Regions from separate parts of the Ovis aries genome. Here region 1 is linked to region 2. The links are chromatin contacts, called in public Hi-C maps. All regions are on one chromosome and are shown on one strand. The core of a region is the stretch at or near the end of the contact, and the rest is flanking DNA. Distances in the headings are between cores, read along the strand shown.

Region 1 (7,385 bases), core at 974-3,473, 86 kb before region 2:
TGGCCCTCTGATTTCACATAGCTCTGAATGAAAAAGAGCTTTGGCTTCCCTGAGAGAGAGGGGCACATGTCTGCCATGAACATTCTTCTGATATGATCCAAAGGAACCCCAGAGTGAGTCTGATCCACACCAAACACGCTCTGGGAGCCCCCTCGGCTCACCAGGATACACGCAAAGCTGTCAGAGTCTCGGTGCTGGGGCATCTGGGCAACCTGGCGTAGAATGTTGGTTATATCTCTCATAGTGAGATATAAGAAATGCCTGACTTCATAGCCTAGGAAAGTGAAGGTGTCACGAAGAATGTCTGGAAAAAACAAAGATGAAAAACAACATAGGAGTAAGGAAAGGTCAAGAGACACTGGGTCACAATCCTAAACATGGTCTCATCTCCATTATTTGTCTGTTTCTGCTTTTTGTGTCATAGTTTGAGACTTTACCCTGGTGGTTCAGACGGTAAAGAATCTGTCTGCAGTGAAGGTTCTATCCCTGGGTTGGGAAAATCTGCTGGAGAAGCAAATGGCTACTCACGCCAGTATTCTTTCCTGGAGAATTTCAGGAACAAAGAAGCCTGGAGGGCTACAGTCCATGGAGTTGCAAAAAGTTGGACATGACTGAGCAACTAACATTTTCTCTTCTGAGGCTTTAAAGGTCCTGAGCAGAGAAGGTAATGGCACCCCACTCCAGTATTGCCTGGAGAATGCCATGGACGGAGAAGCCTGGTGGGCTGCAGTCTATGGGGTTGCTAAGAGTCAGACACGACTGATCGGCTTCACTTTCACTTTTCACTTTCAAGCAATGGAGAAGGAAATGGCAACCCACTTCAGTGTTCTTGCCTGGAGAATCCCAGGGACAGGGGAGCCTGGTGGGCTGCCATCTCTGGGATCACACAGAGTCGGACACGACTGAAGCGACTTAGCAGCAGCAGCAGCAAAGGTCCTGAGAATGGGTCAGGAGGATAGAACCAGCCTAAAACATGACTTATGTGACTCATGTCCCAGCTTCACAGCCATGATCTGTCCCGCTACATTCTCTTTCCCTGAGGCCACCGCCACATCTGGCCTCAGGCATGGACTGAGCCCACCTCTCATCTACATGAGAGTGAAAAACACTTTTTCTTTTCAACCAAAACTTTTGTTCAAGGGGCTCCTTCTTAAAATAACCCAGTTCATAGGAATGGGTGCATTTGCAGAGCACAGATCTAAATCTAGATCCAACGGCCACAGAACCTCCCTCCCACCTTGTATTTTGGGCTTCTCTGATGGCTCAGATGGTAAAGTACCTGCCTGCAGTGCCGAAGACTTAGGTTCAATCCCTGGGTCGGGAAGGTCCCCTGGAGAATGGAATGGCAACCCACTCCAGTATTGTTGCCTGGAGAATTCCATGGATAGAGGAGCCTGGCAGGCTACAGTCCATGGGATCACGAAGAGTCAGATACAACTGAGTGACTAACACTTTCACTTCCCTTTTCAATTCACCAGTATGTCAGCAAAAGGCAACGATGATAACCATCACCTAAGAATGTAGTTAAACTATTCACTGTTGTCCTTCTGCCAGACCAAGAGGTAAGGGCAAAAAAACCACTGAATTATATGTATATATATGTGTGTGTGTGTGTGTGTATAAATAAATAAATAAATATATACATACATAAAATGCCATAATGAAGAGATATAAAGAAGGGGCCAATCTCTTTAAAATCCTACAAAGCAACCTCACTTGTCTACATAGGGTCTCGGAGTGCTAGACAAGGCGCAGCAGCACCTCCTGCTAGGCAAGGTTTCTGAGGGTGTAGGCAAGGCTTCAGTGCCCAGTTCTGTGCTCAGCTGGGGCTGTACCATGAGAGAACCTGGACGGGGACTCCAGTGCCATCCCCTCTGCTTTGTTCCAAACTCTCCCTTTCAGGAGTCACTCTCCAGTCATGGAGCATTCTCTCCCCTAGGGGGCAGAAGCAAACAGAGAAACACCAGACTCAAAGCTCTTTTGTTTACTTGTCTCAGACTGGCCTAGTCCCCTCAAAAGCCTCTTTTCACTGATAGACTGACTCCCTTATCAAAGCCCTTGAAAGAAAGCCACTTCCTCCCTTTCCATCCTTGTATGCAGGGGTCTGAACAGAACCCATGCTGTCCTGCGCCTTACTTAATTTCATGTTTTGATCTGGGCTGCCCGCAGGCTCTGGCCAGGCTGTCTCATAGAACCATGCTGTCCTGCGCCTTACTTAATTTCTTGCTTTGATCTGGGCTGCCCGCAGGCTCTGGCTGGGCTGTCGCAAGGCAGTCGGCAGGCCACTGCATGAAACTGGGTAAAAGAGGAAGTCTTGGAATCACAAGGTCTGAGTTTCAGTCCTGACTCCTCTACCCACATACGGGTCTAAACCTTGTCTGGTCCTGAAAGAAGGCTAACTTACGCTAACAGAAGAGCTAAGAAGGAGACGGGAATCTGCGGTCTAGAAGAACAGAAGGAAAAAAAATAAAGCTGGAAGCGGATCCAAAAGCCATACAGGTCCTCAAGGCCAAGTATAAGGCCAATCAGAATACCAGACCTGAATGGGCCTCAGACAAAGACGAGGATCCCTTAAAATATTCCTGAGGCAACAGTCACTCAATGGACACGGTCTGAAGGGATCCCAGCTGGCATTTCCCATTAATAACACACCTTTTCTCTATCAGATGATGAGGACTGAGGCTAGCTGTTGTTTCTTCTTGACCCAGCAAGAACATGGATATAAGCCAGTCTATACAGGATCAAGATCATGATAGTGTGGCTTTGAAGAAATGACATTTGTAACTTACTCATCTATAAAATGGATCAGTGACTAAACCATGTCTTCCAGAAGGTGGCTGTAAGGATCCACTGAAATTTCTGTCAAGATGCTTTGCAAACTGTGAGTGCTTATTCAAATATAAGATAATAGTTTGGGGACTTCCCCTGTGGTCCTGCGGTTAAGAATTCACTTGCCAATGCAGGGCACATGGGTTCGATCCCTGGTCCAGGAAGATCCCACATGCCATGGGGCAGCGAAGCCCGTGTGCTGCAACTACCAAACCCTGCGTGCCTAGAGCCTGTGCTCCACAACAAGAGAAGCCACTGCAACGGGAAGCCAGCCCACCACAACAGGGCAGCCCCTGCTCACCGCAACCAGAGAAAGCCCGTGTGCAGCAACAAGGACCCAGCACAGTCCAAAATAAATATAAAATAAGTAAATAAAACATTTTTTTAAGATATTAGTTTTAAAGAATATAAAGGCAGCCACTTCAGCACAAATCATGGAGCCTGCCTGCAATGCCTCTCTTGTATGGAATCTACTTCCTTAGAAACCAGTGCGCTAAGTCACTTCAGTTGTGTCCAACTCTGTGTAACTCCATGGAGGCTACAGTCCATAGGGTTGCACAAGCAAGAATACTGGAGTGGGTTGCTATTTCCTTCTCCAGGAGATCTTCCCAACTCAGGGATCAAACCCATGTTTCTTATGTCTCCTGCATGGGCAGGCAGGTTCTTTAGCACTAGTGCCACCTGGGAAGCCCCTTAGAGTGAAAGCTAACTAAAATGGACACAGAGTGGCCAGATTTAGATGCTGCACTCCCATGTATCAACAGTAACTTCTCTGTCTTTCTTTGCAAATAGGGGAAGAAAAAGGTGGGTGTTGAGTCTGGAAAATAAAACTTCAGCCAACTGCAGAAGTCCCACTTCTCCTACTCATCTTGGAAACTCCACACCTGACCCAGCCCTATCTCTGTAAAATTCAGCTGTTCCTTTATTAACTTCCTGAGAGGGGTTTATTCTGGCCTGACAGTACAGGGCGGTTGGGGAAAAGCTAGAATCAGCATTGCCCACCAATTTGGGGACTACTGAGATGAAATTCAAAAAATTAAACACAGTAAAATGTCATGACTCCATTCAATTAGAATGTGTTTTGACTGAAATGAGCTCACATTTATCTTAATACTATCTACAAAATGGGATTCATTAAATAAAAGTATAGAATAAAAAAGGAAGGGTGGCTGCTTCAGCAGTCTATTTACAATCACTTATTGAGTAACTTTAATAAACCCAGCTTAAGTTATTACAAAGCACATGAATGCAACTCAAGTGTGCAGCATATTCTTAGTGGAAAGGGGAGTTTTGAGGTCAAACATGGAGGACAAATGCAAGACTGACAATACTTAACCAGGTTTCTTTACTCAGAAGTAAAGACTGCTCAGAAGCTTTAAGGCCAACATGCATCGCAAAGCTCTTAAAGGGGAACAAATTATTCTCATCTATTAAAACTCGCTTGACCTCAAAACTCATGCTTTACAAAGTTCCTCTTCCTTGTGTTAGAGAAACACTGTGGTTACAGGATACAGATGAAGTAGACCATGTAGTTCTTATTCATCAAGAAGCCCACACTCTTGTTGGGAAAGCAAACTAGATCAGTCATTTCCGTTGCTCAGTTGTGTCCAACTATTTGCAACTCTGTGGACTGCAGCACGTCAGGCTTCCCTGCCCATCACCAACTCCTGGAGCTTGCTCAAACTCATGTCCATCGAGTCAGTGATGCCATCCATCTGATCATCTATCGTCCCCTTCTCCTCCTGCTTTCAACCTTTCCCAGCATCAAGGGTGGCATCAGGTAGCCAAACTATTGGAGTTTCAGCTTTAGCATCAGTCCTTCCAATGGACACCCAGGACTGATCTCCTTTAGAATGGACTGGTTGGATCTCCTTGCAGTCCAAGGGACTCTCAAGAGTCTTCTCCAACACCGTAGTTCAAAAGCATCAATACTTCAGCACTTAGCTTTCTTTAGAGTCCAACTTTCACATCTATACAAGACTACCAGAAAAACCACAGCCTTGGCTAGATGGACATTTGTGGGCAAAGTAATGTCTCTGCTTCTTAATATGCTGTCTAGGTTGGTTATAGCTTTTCTTCAAAGGAACAAGTGTCTTTTAATTTCATGGCTGCAGTCAACATCTGCAGTGATCTCGGAGCCCAAGAAAATAAAGTCTGTCACTGTCTCCATTGTTTCCCCATCTATTTGCCATGAAGTGATGGGACCGGATGCCATGATCTTCATTTTCTGAATGTTGAGCTTTAAGCCAGCTTTTTCACTCTCCTCTTTCACTTTCATCAAGAGGCTCTTTAGTTCCTCTTCACTTTCTGCCATAAGGGTGGTGTCATCTGCGTATCTGAGGTTATTGATATTTTTCCTGGCAATCTTGATTCCAGTTTGTACTTCATCCAGCCTGGCATTTCTCATGATGTACTCTGCATATAAGTTAAATAAGCAGGGTGACAATATACAGCCTTGAGGTACACCTTTCCCAATTTGGAACCAGTCTGTTGTTTCATGTCCAGTCCTAACTGTTGCTTCTTGACCCGCATACAGATTTCTCAGGAGGTATGTCAGGTGGTCTGGTATTCCCATCTCTTTAAGAATTTCCCACAGTTTATTATGATCCACACAGTCAAAGGCTTTGGCATAGTCAATAAAGCAGAAATAGATGTTTTTCTGGAATTCTCTTTCTTTTTCTATGATTGCCAAAGGATGTTGGCAATTTGATCTCTGGTTCCTCTGCCTTTTCTAAACCCAGTTTGAACATCTGGAAGTTCTTGGTTCACGTACTGTTGAAGCCTGGCTTGCAGAATTTTGAGCATTACTTTTCTAGGGTGTGAGATGAGTGCAACTGTGCAGTAGTTTGAACATTGCTTGGCATTTCCTTTCTTTGGGATTGGAATGAAAACTGACCTTTTCCAGTCCTGTGCCCACTGCTGAATTTTCCAAATTTGCTGGCATATTTGAGTGCAGCACTTTCACAGCATCATCTTTCAGGATTTGAAATAGCTCAACTGGAATTCCATCACCTCCACTAGCTTTGTTCATAGTGATGTTTCCTAAAGCCCACTTGACTTAGCATACCCAGATATCTGGCTCTAGGTGAGTGATCACACCATCGTGGTTATCTGGGTCATGAAGATCTTTTTTGTACAGTTTTTGTGTGTATTCTTGCCACCTCTTCTTGATATCTTCTGCTTCTGTTAGGTCCATACCATTTCTGTCCTTTATTGAGCCCATCTTTGCATGAAATGTTCCCTTGGTATCTCTCATTTTCTTGAAGAGATCTCTAGTCTTCCCATTCTGTTGTTTTCCTCTATTTCTTTACACTGATCACTGAGGAAGGTTTTCTTATCTCTCCTTGCTATTCTTTGGAACTCTGCATTCAAATGGGTGTATCTTTCCTTTTCTTCTTTGCCTTTGGCGTCACTTCTTTTCTCAGCTATTTGTAAAGTCTCCTCAGACAATCATTTTGCCTTTTTGCATTTTCTTTTTCTTGGGGATGGTCTTGATCCCTGTCTCCTGTACAATGTCACGAACCCCAGTCCACAGTTCTTCAGGCACTCTATCAGATCTAACCCCTTGAATCTATTTGTCTTTTCCACTGTATAATCATAAGGGATTTTCTTTAGGTCATAACCTGAATGGTCTAGTGGTTTTCCGTACTTTCTTCAATTGAAGTCTGAACTCAGCAATAAGGAGTTCATGACCTGAGCCACAGTCAGCTCCCAGTCTTGTTTTTGCTGACTGTATAGAGCTTCTCCATCTTTGGCTGCAAAGAATATAACCAATCTGATTTCGGTATTGACCATCTGGTGATGTCCATGGTGTAGAGTCTTCTCTTGTGTTGTTGGAAGAGGGTGTTTGCTATGACCAGTGGGTTCTCTTGGCAAAACTCTGTTAGCCTTTGTCCTACTTCATATGGGCCAGGTGTGGGCACCAAGGTGGCACAGAGCGGGTGGCATGGAGGTGCTGGGTTCAGCAGGAGCAGGCCAGGGGCAAACCCCTGATGCTCCCTGGTGGTACAGTGGTTAGAATTCGCCGCAGCCCAGGTTTGATTCCCGGTCAAGGAAGCCTTTCTTCTTCCTCTCCCCCTGCCACCTACTGATCTCCCTGGCGGAACCCTACCACCCTATTAGCTCATGCTTGCTCTGCCAGCCTCAGTGCTGTGACAGCAGCCCCCTGGGGCCCTGCAGCTCTAGCCCAAGCATGGTCAGGCCACCTCCACTGTTCCCCAGGACAAACCTTTTGGCCACAGTGGCAACCTTGCCCACTCCAAGCTGTCCACCACCAGCTTCTTCCTTCTCGGATGCCCTCGCCACTGCTTGGACTCTCAGAAGCACCGCTTCCACCATGACCCACCTGGGGCCTCCCAATGCCTGCCTTCCTCCCTGCTGAGGGGCTGTGGCTGGTGCCCCTCGTGGCTGTAGTGATGCTCCTGGGCTTGTGCTGGGGCCCCTGCTGTTGTGATGTAAGGAGGTGGGGATGGGTAGGGTGTGGTTAGGGGTGGGCTGGGGTTAGGGGTGGGCTGGGGCGGTGGCCATGGGTGTGAGCAGCTGCACGATGGTGGCCA
Region 2 (6,792 bases), core at 1,700-4,199:
TCACCTTACCCCTCCACATGAACTTTTAATACCCCAGTTTATGTACTATCGCTTTTTGGAGGGCCACAAACCATTGTATTGTTAATACCTAACGGTTTTTGTGGGGTTTTTTTGCCCTCTCACGCCCACCCAACAAAAACCAATTTTTACTGACTTAAAGACAATCATCTCTGTTGAGAATGCATATTTTAAACTTTTGGCAATGCTTTATTTCCTAACCTGAAGGTTGGCGAATAGCTGGGGAAACAATGGAAACAGTGAGACTTTATTTTCTTGGGCTCCAAAATCACTGCAGATGGTGATTGCAGCCATGAAATTAAAAGATGCTTGCTCCCTGGAAGAAAAGCTATGACAAATGTAGACAGCATATTAAAAAGCTGAGACATTACTTTGCCAGCAAAGGTCCGTCTAGTCAAAGCTGTGGTTTTTCCAGTAGTCATGTATGGATATGAGAGTTGGACAATAAAGAAAGCTCAGCGCCAAAGAACTGATGCTTTTGAACTGTGGTGTTGGAGAAGACTCTTGAGAGTCCCTTGGACTGCAAGGAATCCAACCAGTCCATCCTAAAGGAAATCAGTCCTGAACATTCACTGGAAGGACTGATGCTGAAGCTCAAACTCCAATACTTTGGCCACCTGATGCAAAGAACTGACTCCTTGGAAAAGACCCTGATGCTAGGAAAGATTGAAGGCAGGAGGAAAAGGGAACGACAGAGGATGAGATGGTTGGATGGCATCACTGACTCAGTGGACATGAATCTGAGCAAGCTCCGGGAGTTGGTGATGGACAGGGAAGCCTGGTGTGCTGCAGTGCATGGGGTCGCAAAGAGTCAAACACGACTGAGCAACTGAAATGAACGGGATCAATTGTTTGCTTGATTATAATTTGTTTATATGTACTTATGTTTTATATAGCCTTTTTATATGTATTAGGCTCCCCTGTCCATGGGATTTTCCAGGCAAGAACACGGGAGTGGGTTGCCATTTCCTTCTCCATCTGCTATGTATATGTCACAATAAAAATTAAAATTAGATAAAGTGACTTAAACTGTGTCAAGGAGTCAGTAAGAGGTGATTAATTTCCATTTCAGAGCTGCTCAAATAAGAACAGCAAGGAAATTAGTTCAACAAGGAAAGAACATGTAATCACTAATTTTTTTCCCCACCTCATTCTATCTATGTCTGAAGTGAACCTATAACTTTGGTGAAGATCAGTCTCCACTCAAGGGAGCTGGCTCTAGTACAGAAGAGTGCAGGCGTACCTTCCCTAATAAGGAAATAAATGGGTAATGCCACTTACAATATACATAATTTCACAGTTTACCAAAGACTTTGAATTATATGTTTCAATTTCTCCTCTAAAAAATTGTTATTACCATCGGAAAATTAGAAAATTAAAGACAAATGAACTGGTTTCACCTTTAGCGTCACTTCCAGTCCCTGCATCTGTGTATAGGCAATTTAAAAAGAGTAATCATACTAAACATTAGTGTGATGACTTTGTATCTCCTTTTCACTTTAACTCTGGGTCATAAACATTCATGCCAGAAAAATCTAATTTAAAAGTTACTACAAGGACTTCCCTGGTGGTCCAGTGGTTTAGAATCTGCCATGCAATGCAGAGCAACTAAGCCTAGTGTGCCACAACTGCTGACTGCCACAACACTGACCCCAAACACTGCAACGAAAGGTCACGCATGACAAAACAAAGATCCCATGTGCTGCAACTAAGGCCGGACTGCAACCAGATAAATAAATACTAAATCTTCAAAAAAACAAATAAATAAAATTATACTATACATCCCAGGTGGCTCAGCTGTAAAGACTCCGCCTGCAATGCCGGAGATGCGTGTTGGAGCCCTGGGTCAGGAAGACCCCTTGGAGGAGGAAATGGCAATCCAGTCCAGTAATCTTGCCAGGAAAAATCCCACGGATAGAGGAACCTGGTGGGCTACAATTCATGGGGTCGCAAAGAGCCAGGGACAACTGAGCAACTCCCATGTGGCTCAGCGGTAAAGAATCCGCCTGCAATGCAGGAGATGCGGGTCCTGGGTCGGGAAGATCACCTGGAGAAGGAAGTGGCTACTCACTCCAGTATTCTTGTCTGGGAAATTCCATGGACAGAGGAGCCTGGTGGGCAACTGTCCATGGAGTCACAAAAGAGCCAGACACGAGTTAGCGACTAAAGAACAACAACAAACACAGGTTCGTGAGGCAGGCATTGTAAATTTACAAACTTTCAATTCGAGGATGGTTGTGCCATCATTCGATTCAAAGGTAAACCAAAAAAACACGGGGTGGCCGAGGAGGAAAAAAAGGGTTTGGACTTAACTATAGTGATTCTCACTGCATCCTACAGCCACCCCTCAACTACTCCAGGACTTCATTGTTCTCTCCTGACAGTTCTTCGATTCTTTCCCTCTTGAGCACTCTCATCATCCTCCATTTAGTCTCTCCCTTTTGACAATCCTCAGAATAGAGTCTCATTTTTATTCCCCAGCGAGAGATCTCCCAAAAGCTCCCCAATTTACCTGACAGCAATCTGACCTCTCAGGACACTCAAGATTCACCCCTCCAGCCAGCGGCAACCGGAAACGGAAGTTGTCACCTCGAGTGACTTACGGCAGGAAACCAGAGGAGAAATTAAACATTTTTGTGCTGGGTCACAGATTCCTGGACCAGTGGAGGTGACATGAAGCCTGCCTGAAGTGGACATTTCCCCCGCATATCTGTGCATCTGTAGTTTGGCCGAGGTAAGGGAAACTGTGGAGGACAGAGGGTGAGGAAGGCGCGACCTCGTCTTGCTAGGAGGCCGGAATCTTTAGACGCTGCACAGAAGGAGGGCCGCGGGCATTCTGCTACCAATCAGCGGCACCGTTGTTGGAGCGTGGAATCACCCAATGAGACGGCGGGTTGTTGCGCTGCAGTTGGCAGCCTGCTGTGGGAGGCGGTGGCGGTAAGAAGCCGGAGGCAGCGGGGTGACAGGTAGGCGGCGGCGCTGTCTTTGGGGGACGCGGAGTGCCAGATAGGAAGGATTTTCTTCTTCTCAGCCACAGGAGCTATAGACGGGATCTGCCGAGGGTGGTCTGGGAAGGCGTTAGCCCTAGTTTTGGTGGTTCCGGAACCACTAGGAGATAGGTAGCCGCTTGGAAGGGTCGCGAGGAGGAGAAGCAGTCGAGGCGGGTGGAGGCTGAGCCCTGCGGGGCGACGTGGGAGCCTCGGGCGTGGGGGGCTGCGGTGGCGCTGGCGGAGACCGGAGAGAGGTGGGAGCAAGACGGTGTTGTGAAGGCTGGAGGAATTCCTTGTATGGAGCTCAGAGAGAGAAGAGGACACGGCATTGCAAACACCTGAGAGAAATCCTAGGGTTTGCTTCTTCCTAGGGCCATTTCTCAGAGTGGGAACGGGGGTAGCGATGAAGAAAAATATATATTGGCAGTGAGATAGTTGAGACTTCATAGCTGTACATTATGTAACCCTTGGCTGTTATTTACGCAAACAACTAGGTTGTCCCTCCTGGAAAGAGGAGGTCTTGCAACCTATTAATGTGTCTGAGTAGTTTTTTTGTTTTTTTCCCCCTGTTGGTTTGACTGTTTTCTATCCCGGCAGGCTCTGTGGGCGAAGAACCATGAAGGATAGAGTAGTCACGAAGAGCTTATCCCAAATATGGACTTGGGTTGAGAGATGTGTTAGTTTGAGATGAGCGTGGCCAGGTTCACGTTTTGTAGTTCGTGAATTTATTTGTTTTAAGGGTCATGACTGATTACAAATTTTTTTTTTTCCCCAAATCTTAAGGGAAGTGGAGACGCTCGAAAATCTATAGCAGAAGGTAAGTACAACTTGGAAAATGACTAGAAAATTAGTTGGTAATTTTTTCTTTTTTCACTCCCTAAATATTGTGGACGTTAGAGACTGAAAATGAGATGGTGGTCTGATTTTTTTGTGGGGGTGGGAAGGGAGGGGAAGTTATCTTTAAGTAATTTGCTCCCTAAGTCTGGGAAACTAGTTATGAATTATTTATTTCTAAGGTTTAAAAAGTATGTCCTTTGACCCTCTCCGATAGAGGTAAACTGTGTTTACAGATATAATTCTAAGTTTCTGTCACTCATTTGCACTTTGAAATGTAGAATTAAAATGGAATTCCATTCACTGTGTATTATGGAATGACATATTACATTAAAAAGCTTGATTTTTTATAGCGCATTGGAAAGCAGTTTTAAAAGAGGCATTGTACATTTCTAAAATGTAAGCTGATTGAAATGTTGCCTTTATCTTAGACTATAAAGACTAATGTAGTATTTATTAGCAAGTATATAATTTTTCTGAGCTTAATACTGCATGTCAGAACTTTCCAAAATTCTTTTTTTTCCTATTATTGATGATTTATATTAGTATATCCCAGAAACTAAATTAGGAACTTTTTTTCCTCTAAATGTCATTTGGTAAAGAGTGTTGGATCATTAAGAGTTTGTTCTGAAATGTTTAGAGTACTGGGATATTTATCTGTTTCAGATAAAATTTTGATACTTGGTATTTCATTCTTCCTTATCTTTTGGCAAGAATAATACTCAGTCACGAAGAACAGTTCTGCTTCTATTTTAGGTGCAGTTCTGTAGTGTGAGTACCTATGAACAAATCTCTGTTTTCATGCAGGTTATGTGTATCTTGTGTGTATATGTATGTGTTTCTTCTTATATAACCAGCCTACTAGAGATGTCTTAGAGAATGGCTGATTCTAAATGGCCAGTAGGTGTCATTGTTGAATGCGATAAAGTTGAACATTGAATAGGAAATAAGCAAGTGATTTAAGGAACGCTAATCCAAATCAGAATATAATAATAATTGGCTGATTATTTATATGTGATTAGAAATTATCTTTTCTAGTGCATTTCCATATTGAAGCTGTTTATAAGGGATTCGGAATAAAGGCTGTGAAGAAGTATTGTTTGCTCAAAAATGGACCTTGAAAGCCTGTTTTTCTAATCCAGCTCTTAAACTGTCTTGACAAGCAATATGGATTAGGATTGTTTGATTTTTTTTCATACATTTTTGGCATTCTGTAGTAATTTATTAGGTTTTAGAACGATTAAGGTTTTTAGCTTGACTGGGTTTTATAATAGAAAAATAATGCTACATACTGAAAAACTAAAATAATAAAATATGAGCAGAAAGTCTCCAAACAAGTTATCAGCTGCACAAAATAATACTTTGTTATTGTTCTTTTAATGCAGGAACAGAGGAATTTTTGTCTTTTTCTATGGCTTAGTTTTTTGATGTCCAAAATAGCTTCTTTTTACATTTTTATCTGACTAGTAGACTATGTGTTTTTCTCAGGATGATGAGCTGAGCATTCATCTAAAATGTAATATAATGGGTTCTGGAGGGAGCTGGCACAGAAAACTCTAGGTTGCTTAGGGCTGCTGTTAGTACAGCCCCTTACCTGCTATGCTTTCTGCTGTGCTCTTGCCACTTTGTAGCTCTGCTTCTTTTGTTTGCTATTGATACAATGTTTAAAAATATGATTGGAAAATATTTTTAAAATTTAAAAAAGCAGAGTTGGACCTAATTCAGGAATTCTCCATGAAAGTGAGGAGTTACATATATATCAGAATAATCTTAAGAGTTAAAAGAAAAAAAGGTACACATGCATCTCCATGATATCATCTCCACTTTGTTGAAGAATCTTAGTGGTAGGGAGAATATGAGGAAGGTAGATATATTTTGAAGGAAAAATAAATCCCCTAGATGATATGGTTTACCACAGGCTTCCACTTGAGAATCATTGATCTCATTTAAGGCTCTCCCAATGTGGTGTGAACCAGAACAGTAGTTTTAGCTTGAGACAAAGGGCTTCTAAATCTATCAATATATTATAGCTCAATAAATTTTTACCATTTATTGTCATAACTGGGATGGACTTTCTAGCCAGGAGCTAAAGTTGCCAGAAATAAAAATTGTGCTGAATGTTTTGGTTGGAATTAGTTTTTACTTGGCACTTAGCTCCTTTACATAAACCAAGCTAATTTCTTTCATTATTCAAACCTGTTCTCTTAATGTCTCTGAAAGCTATCTAGTTCTAACACTAGAATTGGGAAATAAGAATTTGAAGTTTCTTCTTTTTGGTTGTGCTGAGTCTTTATTGCTGCACAGGCTCTTTAGTTGTAGAGATCAGGAGCTACTCTCTTAATTTTGGTGCGAGGGCGTCTCGTTACGGTGGCTTCTCTTGTTTTGGAGTGTGGGCTCTAGGGCTTCAGTAGTTGTAGAGCACAGGCTCAGTAGTTGTGGCGCATGGGCTTAGTTGCTCTGAGGCATGTGGGATCCTCCCAGATCAGGGATGGAACCCTTGTCTCCTAAATCGGCAGGTGGATACTTTACCACTGAGCTACCAGGGAAGCCTGGAAGTTTTCTTGATGAAAGGGTTTTTCTTGCAATATTGCTATGGTATGATGAAGATATAAACTCATCTTTTGGTTAAAAAAAAATAATAATATAAAAACTTGAAATTGTGAATGTGTTAACTTTGACACAGGGTATGTTTAGAAATTCATGATTCATCCTTTTAAATCCTAGATGTTCTATTTAGGTATTTGTCTTCCATGGAGACAGGTATGAGAAAAAATAAATGTGTAGACTTTATTTTTAGAGAAAGGAATAAAAAACTCAATTATGTAATATATTAAGAGGTATGACATTGTTTATAAAATTATAATTCTTTCTCAGTTTGAGATACAACTGCAAAAAATGTAGTCATAAAATAATGGTACGTGGCACTTAAATTGTTAAATGGCAAAGCATA

Evidence for each region. A called contact is a pair of places that touch in the nucleus more often than the background predicts.
Region 1: a Hi-C map of hypothalamus shows a contact between it and region 2, with 4 times the contacts expected there. The contact joins the enhancer-like site here to the promoter of HYCC2 in region 2. A contact is called at or near these places in 4 of 16 Hi-C or Micro-C datasets (hypothalamus, liver, muscle and 1 more).

The regions. Positions count from the first base shown.
Region 1 is chr2:203,495,644-203,503,028 of ARS-UI_Ramb_v3.0, reverse strand. CFLAR (CASP8 and FADD like apoptosis regulator) reads right to left here. Exons shown (of 11, transcript XM_060410219.1): 9 at 1-304. Among named protein-coding and RNA genes, the nearest start is that of CASP10, 20 kb to the left of the region's middle. Within about 2 kb of position 2,223, at least 32 of the 54 cell types and tissues checked have an H3K27ac peak or open chromatin away from gene starts, as enhancers often do. A contact at or near this core is called in hypothalamus, liver and tail adipose tissue, where this site is marked.
Region 2 is chr2:203,411,026-203,417,817 of ARS-UI_Ramb_v3.0, reverse strand. HYCC2 (hyccin PI4KA lipid kinase complex subunit 2) reads left to right here and starts at 2,949. Exons shown (of 14, transcript XM_060410199.1): 1 at 2,949-2,984; 2 at 3,792-3,825. NDUFB3 (NADH:ubiquinone oxidoreductase subunit B3) reads right to left here and starts at 2,602. Exons shown (of 4, transcript XM_060410240.1): 1 at 2,531-2,602; 2 at 220-346.